2 separate regions of the Macaca mulatta genome follow, and region 2 is linked to region 1. A link is a contact called in public Hi-C data. All regions are on one chromosome and are shown on one strand. The core of a region is the stretch at or near the end of the contact, and the rest is flanking DNA. Distances in the headings are between cores, read along the strand shown. Region 1 overlaps ATP8A1 (ATPase phospholipid transporting 8A1). Region 2 overlaps GRXCR1 (glutaredoxin and cysteine rich domain containing 1).

The links. Hi-C and Micro-C count contacts between places; a contact is called where the count stands out from the background.
Region 2: a contact with region 1 is called in a Hi-C map of fetal cortex germinal zone, with 3 times the contacts expected there. The contact joins two enhancer-like sites. A contact is called at or near these places in 2 of 14 Hi-C or Micro-C datasets (fetal cortex germinal zone and fetal cortical plate).

What each region holds. Positions count from the first base shown.
Region 1 is chr5:41,851,876-41,857,565 of T2T-MMU8v2.0, forward strand. All of the region lies in intron 14 of ATP8A1 (ATPase phospholipid transporting 8A1), which reads right to left. Among named protein-coding and RNA genes, the nearest start is that of ATP8A1, 94 kb to the right of the region's middle. Within about 2 kb of position 2,651, at least 9 of the 40 cell types and tissues checked have an H3K27ac peak or open chromatin away from gene starts, as enhancers often do. A contact at or near this core is called in fetal cortex germinal zone, where this site is marked.
Region 2 is chr5:42,250,622-42,256,311 of T2T-MMU8v2.0, forward strand. The region is part of intron 1 of GRXCR1 (glutaredoxin and cysteine rich domain containing 1); the gene reads left to right. Among named protein-coding and RNA genes, the nearest start is that of GRXCR1, 63 kb to the left of the region's middle. Within about 2 kb of position 2,345, at least 9 of the 40 cell types and tissues checked have an H3K27ac peak or open chromatin away from gene starts, as enhancers often do. A contact at or near this core is called in fetal cortex germinal zone, where this site is marked.

The DNA of each region.
Region 1 (5,690 bases), core at 1,401-3,900:
TAAAAAAGGATGAGTTCATGACCTTTGCAGGGACATGGATGCAGCTGGAAATCATTATTCTTAGCAAACTATTGCAAGAACAGAAAACCAAACACCGCATGTTCTCACTCATAGGTGGGAACTGAACAATGAGATCACTTGGACATGGGAAGCAAAACATCACACACCGGGGCCCATTGTGGGGTGGGGGGAGGGGGGAGGGTTGGCATTGGGAGTTATACCTGATGTAAATGACGAGTTGATGGGTGCTGACGAGTTGATGGGTGCAGCACACCAACATGGCACATGTATACATATGTAACAAACCTGCACGTTGTGCACATACACCCTAGAACTTAAAGTATAATAATAAAAAAAAGTTTTAAAAAATGTTAAAAATTACTTGTATGTAGGTGTCAAAATGTATGACACTCCAAGCAATGGGCGTGTGGTGTCTCATCAGTTGTCACAAGAACCAAACAGCTGCCTGTCATTAACCCTAGGTGTTGTGAGATTTACTGAAAATTTTTACAAAATCTTCACTTCAGTGAAATAAATTCCCTGTTGAAAAATATTTAAATGATGTTATTCGACTTCAAAGTATATTGAAAATATGGCTTCATCATCAAATACATGAGTAATATGAAAAATAAAAATGTAATGACCTATAAATTCTCAATGTTTCTAAAGTTACCAACATTAAAAAAAACTATTTCCTGAAATTTCATTTGCCCACCAACTCATCATGAATTATAGAAATATCAAAATAAATTTGGACTCTCCAAGATGAAAACATACATTCACAAAGGGGAGGAATTTTAAGGTTAAAACCAACAAAAAACTCATAAAGTAGTGAAGTTAAACCTATAACACGCTGTTTTTAATGATGCCAAAATTAAATATATTAAAGTGCTTGGTAGCATAGTTTTCTAACATTCGGTGCAGATTTTTAAAATGTTCACTTTATAGCCTGCATACAGACTTATTAGAATAATCGTAAGAAACATAGAAGGAAATTTCTACTGCTTGGGCATGTTTCAGTAGCGTCTTTTAGTAGCTCTGTAAAGTACGTAAGTAGTGGCAGAAGGTGGCAGTACTGAGCTAGAAAAACCTCAGAGGGCTTCAGGAGCTGTAGCTGAAACCTGAGGTAGTCCAAAGCCCACACTCTCGAATTGATCATTAGACTTTATTATAGATAAATAATGTAAAACTCTGGCAAACCTAATCTATAAACTACATGTTTCTAAAATAACTAAAGTTTCTCCATCAAAAATCAGGAATATTCAATAGATTTCAAGAAATATCTACTTTACAGCATTGTTATCCTACCAGCTCAGCAATATACTATATATACACACACACACACACATACATACATATATATATATATATAAATAAAAGATAGTGAAATGTGTCTTACAAAACAATAAAATGCAAACCTTTTAAAGGGATCAATGAGGCGGAAAGTTCCATAGAACTTACCATTCATCAGGAGAGCAGCCATAATCCTCAGGTTCAGGGACATGGCTTCAGAAAGCAAGAAGAGAGGCAGAAAGAGAGGAAAAATAATCACAGAAAGGCTGGAAACATAAAACCACGAAGAAGGGAAGTGGGAAGTATAAAAAGATGGATCATTGAAAAGTTAACAAAATGAACTTTTAGTTGAATCTGAAAGAATGGCAGTTAGTACAGTAAATAAAACATAATGATTCATGGTAGCTAAGCAGGTTTACAAAGTTAACCTGTAACTGTACAGCCAATTTGCCAATTTGCCTCTTCACTACAACATTTACTTATTTTATCTACAAAACTCACAATTCAGTAGGAATTATTTGAACTTAGCAGTTTAAATACATGCTAAAGCCAATGAAAAATTAATCATGTGTTATATAATCAGAATAAAATGTTTTAAGGTAACAAACATGCTAATATCTTGAAACAAACTATCACACTAATAAAATTTGTTAAATACATTTTGGAAGTAACTTTGGCTACCATGAGATGATGGTTACTTCAAAAGGCACATTAAAGTAAAAGTTACCTGCATTTCTATAATTAAATGGAACCTTAGTTTAAGAGATTAAATGATATTCAAAAATTTTCACTTAAACTATAATTCACTCATTAAAACACTCTATCTCAAACAGAAAACATATTCATCAGTATCTTCTTTAATTTCATCAATTCGCTCATCTGAACACTAGGAAAGTCTGATAGATGTATTTCATTTCAGCCAGTCATGTATTCAACTGGAAGGGGCCCATAATACATGACAGATCAGATTTTCTTATTTTCCGTTTCTTTCATAATATAATCATTCGATACTTTTCCTGTAAATTTACTAGACATAGAGTTTTAAAATGCAGAGTTCAGTACAAATGAAAAGTCACTGTTATTTTTGACAAATATACAATAAACTTTGTTAAGAACTCATGGGATCCTTTCACTCCCTAAAAGTTCAACCTTTCAACAACCCAGCCAAGGCAGGGACTTCATCATTCCAAGACACCTCTTCCACTACCAAAACATTAATTTGCTTCCAGTGCAGTATCCACTATATCACTCCAATCACAATGGAGGTGGTCCCTTTTAACTCACTATTCTCTCTCCTACCAAAGGGCTTTTGTGACTGTTAACGAAGAAGGGCTAATCAAGCCCTTTGCAGGCTGGACTCCAAGAAAAGGAGTTGGCATGCTGCAAAGCTCTGTGGAAACTGGCTGCAACTCCATGTTTAAAGCAATCACTTCTGATCAACCTCAAGGCTTGGACCCTAGCCCATGGACTGTGCCAGGGAAGGGCCTGGTACTACCCAAGCAACACTGAGCATGGTCCTGCCAAGCTGCACTAGCCCCGATCTCATACTAGGACACGGGATAAAATTTCCCAAGTCATGCAGCTTAAAAGTTCCAGAGCTCAAGTGTCAGAGACCCTCTCCCCAACTCTGGCTCAGCCCTGGAAGAATTCTGAGCACTACCTAGAGCCCAGTCAGCAGTAGGTGCCCCGCACACCTGCCACTGATCCTATATGCAAGTTTCCCTCTGACTGCCGCTCCAGAAGCTCTGGTGTCTACGTGGTATCTGGCTTTTTGCCTTTGCATGTGCCTGTGCTGTAGTATCTACCTGGTAAGTTCCTCAATCAAATTCATTCTTAGATCTCAACTCCAGAATCACTTTCTTAGGCATACTTCCCTGCCTTCCCTGTTTAGATCAAACCACCCATCATAGCCTCACATAGACCTCTATACTGTGTTAGGACTTTATATTTGTCTATATGATTACTTAATTAGCATCCACTAACTACCAAATAGACTATACACTTTAGGCAGGAGGAAATCATGTGAACTTTTACCTATTTTGCCTCCATTATCTGTCAAAGTGTCACATGCATCAACACTTCACATATGCAGTAAATAAATGAATGGGGTTGACTGGCATTCATCACAAGTCATGGTGAGCAGTAAGATAAACATGGTTGTAACAAGATCTTGGGGGTATTATAATTGTGAAATTTCCGTGGTGAATCTCTTCTCGGGGTTAAAGTAGCAGCCAATCCTTTCGGCAAATATATAGCTAAACCAAATACTGTCAAGTAAAGTTATTCACATAGTATATTCATATATAAAGATTGCTAAAACTTATTTTTCATTTAAAGGGAAAATGCAAATGATGTTAATATGAATTAAATGCTTTGTCCACACACAAAGCATTATTTAGCTTGCTTAACAGAGTTTCTTTTTATAGACTGTACGTTGTTAAGCCTCATCCAACTTATTCTAAAAGTAAGGTCTAAATTTTTTTTACAAAGATGGCACTTAGGGCTGCATCCCAGAATCTTTACTCTATTGAGATTTGTAGCCACTGAACAGAGAAACTGCTTACCTATTCCGGGTATTCAAGTAGTTATTATAAAACTGACTTATTCCCTACAGGAAGCAATTAGTTGAAATGATATTTTAATAACTAATATTTACAGTAAAATATCTAGTTTGTCATAAATTAAATTTACAAATGATGTCACAATTACTTACATTTTGCTGTAATTGTCCCATAAAAAGATCTAATGAAATAATCTAATAATTTTAAGCACACAGTGCATTCCTAACTAAAAGTTGATTTCTACAAGATAATCATCATCGGCAACGACGTACAAATCTTTTTTATTTTGCCCATCATGAATCCAATTGGGGGCAAAGGTTCAGGGAAATGAAAGAAAATTTATTAAAATTAAATTCTGATGTACTGTTTTAAGTGTTAATTATAATTTTCTTACAAATGTATAGAATACACAGAACTAGCTAGGAATTATACTATCAGGAAACTTCAAGCCTTATTTTTCTAATTGATAAGACACAACAGAACTCACTTGAACTCTATCTGGGGTGAAACTGAGCTGCACCTGATGTTTTGGCAACATTGAGGCAAAATCAGCTCTGCACTTGTAACTCCAAATGCTTTTGTCAGGATATGAAATTTTGTGTTACTCTCTGGTTTTGCCACCTTCCTGGGGGGATTAACAACTTGGTTTCTTCCACTGGGATTAGAAGTTCTCATACATAATAGTTCCCACATCAAGCAATTGTTAAATGCTGCTCTGGGGAAAATGGGATAGCAAAACCAGGTGATTTCCCCCGTCTAGATTCCCATAAGCCAAGAGTGCCCAGAGGAAATCCACACGGAAAAGTGCTTGACAGTAATTTCTCTCACCCCTTCATATCTAACCATGGAGACTGGCTGTAATTAAGTAACAGTGTTATGTTCCCTGCTGTAAACATGTGGTCAAGTCAGAAGTCATGGTTTCTCCAAAATCTTCAGACATCAACAACTCTCTACGATGCTAACAATCCAATAACCCACCAGGATGTGTTTGGGAAGGGACACTGATAAAAACTCAAGGTTAAGGATGCCTAAAAGCACATACACAAACATGATCACTGGCAGCAGTTTAACTAGCTTTACTCTACATGGCTTCTGGTATTCTTGAAAATATGATACCATAACCAAAGAGGAAACAGATTTCGGCTTATGCAGTTAAAATTTGCAAACAGAAACTTTTGTTTTTTATTTCTAAATATTATGTTAGATTTCATATCTGGAAAAGGAGCTTATAAATGGTTTGGTCTCACTATCCACATCTTAAAGAGTAGGAAATGTCTGAAAATAAATTTTCCAGGATTACATGGTCAATTCTAGACAAAGCCAGAACTCATGGCTTATGACTGCATCTCAGTATTAAGAAATATTTCCTCAAGAGGTAATTCACTTCACTGGCAATTTAATCTGAATGACAATACTAAGCTCAGATCCATCCTACACTATAACAGTTGTTAATGATGACATCATTGAAACAGACACAGAAGAGCACTGCTCTTTAGAACTACTGCCTAGGAGCGTTTAAGTACCTCTTCCAAGAATAAGAGAAAACCTGATAAAATGCAGAAGAAAAGAGAGGCTAGATCTGATTTTAGCTTTCTGTTCTGATAATTTCACAATCAATGATTACTAATTCGATGAACCTGCTTACTGAATTAAAAATCATACAAAGTAAAAAAACAATGCCAATTATTCAACAGGTCACTGTGGAAATACTAGTTATAAATGAATACATAATTTGTGTAAAAAAAATCACCATAAATCTGACAATGTGACAAACTCTGGAATTGCAATAGACTTTCATGTTCTCTACTGGGATGACTGTGGGTTGAACATATAAGC
Region 2 (5,690 bases), core at 1,095-3,594, 400 kb after region 1:
GGGAATCACAGAGGTAAGCATCGAGAGAAACCCCAGAAGTCTCAGTCACTGAATACTAATAACTCATATCCTTTTGACAAATCAAAAATTCAGACATAATTTGACCTGCTGCTATTCAAGCCATTGACTCAAATCCTTTACTCCTTTGTTCTGATTCTATGCTCACCAAGAATATGGAAAGCATAGAGAATTTGAGTGGTCCTACGTCAATGACATGTTCTTTTCATTGTAAATAATAAATAGGCATTCTAGTCTTACATATCAGTATCTCGATTCAAAAAGCCAGCCAGTGGTGAATTTCCCAGCTTGTATGTCTGAGGGCCAAGACTCTGGACTATAGCAAATTTACTAGGTTGTATGGAAATTATATTTTCCCCCACCAAAAACAATGGCCACAGCAAGATCTCTGGTTCCACATGGTCTCCAGAACTTTGCCATTTCTCTATCAAGAAGTGGGAGTCTATTTCCTCTCCCCTTGAATCTGTGTGGGTTTTCGTGACTGCTTTCATGAATAGAGGGCAGCAAAAGTGATTCCAAGTGAAGGCTAGAAAGCAATAAGTCTTCCACCTGGCCCTCGTTCTTTTAGGATGTTTACCCTTTGAACCTGGCACCATGTTACAAGGAAGTACAGGACAAGGCTATGAGTAGGTGTTCTGGAAGACAGCTTCAGCTACAATCCTAGCCACCAGCCAGCATCAGCTGCCAGTCATGTGAGTGAAAGGTTCTTCAGATGATTACAGCCCCAGGCTTCTAGCTCCCCAGCTGGTGGGAAGAATAGAACAGACGGGCTGTCCTCACCTAGCCATAGCCAAATTGCAGATTCATGAGAAAAATAAATGTTGTTGATTTTTTTTTTTAAAAGAACAATTTACCTCAATAAGAGATTGGCTTTTTTGATCATTGTGTAATTATGAGGTTAAAGTTTGCCATTTGAGCTTATGAGGTTGATGACATCTGTGGATTTGGACTTTTTGTTCATAGCAATAATGGTGATGGTGCTGATATGTGTCAATAACATTTTATAATAATAATAATATTGATAAAAATATACCATTTACTGAGAGTTCATGATGCGTTAGTCTTCCTGGTAAGAGTTTTTCTATTCATTTAATCATTTAAACCTCACAAATCCCCATGAAGTAGGCACTAGTGTCTATATTGAAAGATAAGAAAACTAAGAGCGGTCAATAAACTGTCCAGGATTTTCTGGTGACTAAGGGGGAAATTCAAACCAAGTTCTGGCTTAAATGTATGGAAAAGAGGCCAGAAAATATTTATGGAGTATCTATATGTACTTGGTTATATTCTGGGTTCTTAGTTCTAATGAAAAAACTAAGTCCTTGCTTCAGTGAGTTTATGTCTTAATGTGTGTAGATAGTGAACCACTTAACATACACAATATAACATCCAGCAGTACTAGGAAAGAACTGGGTAAGAGGATAGAGGGGCTGTTTCCCATAGTGCAATGAGGGAAGGCCTGTTTGAGAAGTGACATTTAACCAGAGGTTAGAAGACAGCACAGGGATGAGTAATGGAATTTCTAGGACTGTCCCTGTGACAGCCTCTTCATGGTACATTTTGCCATTATTTTAGAACAGGGTGGTCCTTTGGTCATTTGTATTTAAGAAGATTATATAACATCTTCTTAAGGAGAGAGTAAGGACTTAGAAGGCAGACTCAGGTTCAAATTCTCGTTTTGCTCCCTTTTCCCCCCTGACTTACTTGGGCACCTTAACTTTATTTCTACATCTTAGTTTCCGTGTCTATAAAACCTGGGCCATAATCTTTACCACTATGATAAATGAAAAAGTGCATATGTAGAGTTCCTTTTGCAGTCTCTAGAACTGCATATAAATATGCAACAGTCATGTGATAAATAATTATTTTTTATAATTTGTGTCCTATAGAGGGACATAGAGAAGTTCCTTTTGATGTTTTGTGGTCCAGTTGTGAGGAGGGGAATTTGACGTAAGAAATTACCACTCACCTTCAGAACTGAATAGGGAGTATGGTTAGAATGGAAACAGATCTAGCAAATAAGCTAAGAGAGAAGCCTGGTGTGGGTAAATTCTGGTGTGGATAAAGCGGATTGACAAATCATATTAAGTGCAAGAATAAAAATTCAAGAGGTGATTTGAGAGCAAGGTGGGCAGAGATTTATTTACTCAGATTTAGTATTAAGAAGCATCTCATAATGCACATTTAACTATAGAGGTTTACAGAATATCATGGAGAGGGAGAGAGAGCATAATATATGTAAAATGTCTTGCCCTTTACAAGGCCCACAGCCCTGCTTCCAGCCGCATGTGCCTGCTATTTAAAATCGCTGTTCCCAGAGCCAGGTTGGCCCACTGCCTGATAATCAAGAAATCTGGGTCTAGTCCCAGTTTGCCTACTGACATGCTGTATTGCTTTGAGCTAATCACTTTGCCTCTTTGCCTTTTTGTATAGGAAAAATATCTATCCCTTACCCATCTCAAAGGAATCATTTTAGACTGAAAAAAAAATTTTAACATGCCCCCTGTGTGATGTAAGTGACTGATACATGTGGGACCATAATTTAGTAAAGAGGCGAACCTCTTCAATTCACAACTGTTATCTCACCAGCAATGAATTAGGCCCATAACAGTTTGTGGTTTAGTAACAACTTTATCCTGAGGAGTGGGTAGCAAAACAACGTGTGGTTCAGTGTTTCGTCTTGGCTCAGTGGAAAGCACATGGACTTTGGAAGGGTGCACATCTGAGTTCCAATTTTCTAATTTTGCTGAACATCAACTCTGTCTCCTTGTCGAGGATATGAGGATACTTACTCTTTCTGAGTCTAGGTTTCTAGATCTGTAGATACAGCAACACTATGTAAGTTATTGTGAGGAATTGATAAATGTAAAGTTATTAGTATTGTCTGCCACTGATATTCAAATGTGTTACTTTTTATTTATTAAAAAATATTGCTTAAGACCTGAATTCTTGCAGCTGTCTGGAGGCCTCTAAGTCCTCAGTGATTTGTGGACTCACTGGGGCAAGGCTAGGAGGCCATTTCAGGAGTCCTTTTTAAATCAGTGTGAGGCTAGAGCTACAAAGGCTCAGCCTGAAATAACCCACTGAATTTGCTTCTGCCTGAGGAGCTGAGCCTGCTCCGTACTGATCTTCTGTGGGGGATGGGTGGATAATAACTCTTGGCCTGAATTCCAGGGTTAGTTCCAGTGGATGTGGAAGCTCCACAATCGTCCCAAGATGAGGGGGTGACTGTACTCATTGTTGTGCTGTGGCTACTGCAGGGCGACGTGCAGGCTGAGGGCATAGGTTAGCTATTTGGTAACTCCTTAGTCTGATTTGCAGTAATTTCCATCCCTTTCCAACACATCTGCGTGTGATGCAGGTTGTTGTAAGGCTCCCAGGCATCCCTAAGATTCATCTTTTTAATAAACAGAAAGGAAAAAATGGCCTATGTTTATTACCATCTAGGTCGGCTCTCTCAGAGCTGGGAGGCTGCAGACCCCAGAGGCTTCTCAGTGCTGTCTCAGATGCTTCCATCTTTCATACGCTATTCCCATGGTAACCCTCAGGAAGGGAGAAGAGGGACAGCCATTAGAGGCTATTTTTAGACTTCTGGCCAGATGCTTTGACAAATCTATTGAGGGAAGGAAAATGTAGCAAATGTAGGAGAGGAGGATTTTTTTTTTCTTTTTTTTGCCAAAGACAATATCATTTAAAATTCATATAAAACTGGAAAAGACCTTGAGAAATCATTCAACTTATCACTCTACCTCTAGAAAGACCTACTTCCAAATCATACAAAAATTGTACAATAAAATCTTTTTTAAGAACATTTTACTGAATAATGTATTTTAATTTATAACCTACTTTCTACCCCGAATTTGCCCCATATTCAGCCTCAGTCTCCTGAGCAAGGGAACTGGCAATGAGACTGAGTATAATGGCTCAAAATGTGGACTACACAACCCTGGGGGAACTGTTTGTTTAGAATATGCTACTAACGGCCCTGCCTAAGTTTGTGCAGTGTGCATCTTGTACAACTACACCCACTGGTCCTTCTTTACTTATCATTTTGAAATGTAAACCAGGTTTAGTGCAACTCCTTCTATCCTTCTTAAAACCCTTTAGGGATTTCTCGTTGGTCTAGGGTAAAAAACCCAAGATCATTAAAATACAACATGCCTATAAAATACAACATGGTATCAACCCTTCATATCTATCTAGAATCACTTAATACCATTCTGTTTTTCCCTTCTTGTGTATCAAGAAACAAACTTTGAAGAGTGTCAAACACGTTATCTTCCTCCCATTTTAAGATCTTTGTACTTGCATGAAATACTTTTCCCCACTCTCTACCTAATTTCTTTGTTAAATTCTATTCTTCCAGATTAACCTCAAATATCAGAAAATAGTTCTTGATCTCTAAGAAAAGAAGAGAAGGTACCCAGGCACTATGCTTTCCTAATTACTTCTGCATTTCATTAATAGTACCTAGTAGCTTGTAATTCTATATTTATGTGACATTTTGGCTTTCTATTACTTTTAACTATGAACTCCATGTTGATATGGAATTATATTATTTGCTCACCATTATATACCTAGTGCTTAATACTGTGTTTGGCAAACAAATTATTCTAATTACTGAATGAATGAGTAGCCGTTATTTTGTGCTCTAATATTGCTATCTTTCTTTAGGTTTGGAAAGTTCTCTGTTATTATGTCTTTGAGTAAACTTTCTACCCCAATCCCTCTCTCTTCACCTCCACTTTAAGGCCAATAACTCTTAGAGCTAGCTCTTTGAGGCTATATTGTAGATCCTATAGGTGTGCTTCATTATTTTTTATTCTTTTTCTTTTGCCTCCTCTGACTATGTATTTCAAATAGCCTGTCTTCAAGCTCACTAATTCTTTCTTCTGCTTGATCAATGACGCTGAGAGACCCTGCTGCATTCTTTAGTTTGTCAACTGAATTGTTCAGCTTCAGAATTTCTGCTTGATTCTTTTAAATTATTTCAAACTCTTGGTTAAATTTATCTGATAGAATTCTGAATATCTTCTCTATGTTATCTTAGATTTTGTTGAGCTTCCTCAAAACAGCTATTGTGAATGCTTTGTCTGACAGGTCACTCTGTAATTTGTCACTGGTAACTAATTTTAATTCATTTGATGACATGTTTTCCTAGATGCTTTTAATGCTTATAGATGTGTGTCAATATGTGAGCATTGAAGAGTTAGGTATTTATTCCAGCCTTTGCAGCATGGGCTTATTTGTACCCATCTATCCCGAGAAAGCTTTCCAAGTATTCAAAGGGAATTGAGTGCTGTGATCTAAATCTTTGGTCACTGTAGCCATATGTGCATCAGAGAGCATACCAATGCCAGGAATGCTGTGACTCTTGCAAACTTTGCTGCTTAACCCTTGCTATATGTCTCTTGGCTGGGCTGAATTCTTTCTTCTAAGTTAAATAAGAAATGAGGATTGCTGCACTTCCTGATAACAGAAATAAACCCAACTATACAAGGTAAACCAATTTTAAACAAAGGGACTAAGAAGATGCAATGGGGAAGTGTTAGTTTCTTCAATAAATGATGTTGGGAATACTGAATATCTACATGCAAAAGAATGAAATTGGACCCTTATCCTATACCACATACTCAAAGTGGATTAAAGATCTAAGTATATGACCCCAAACT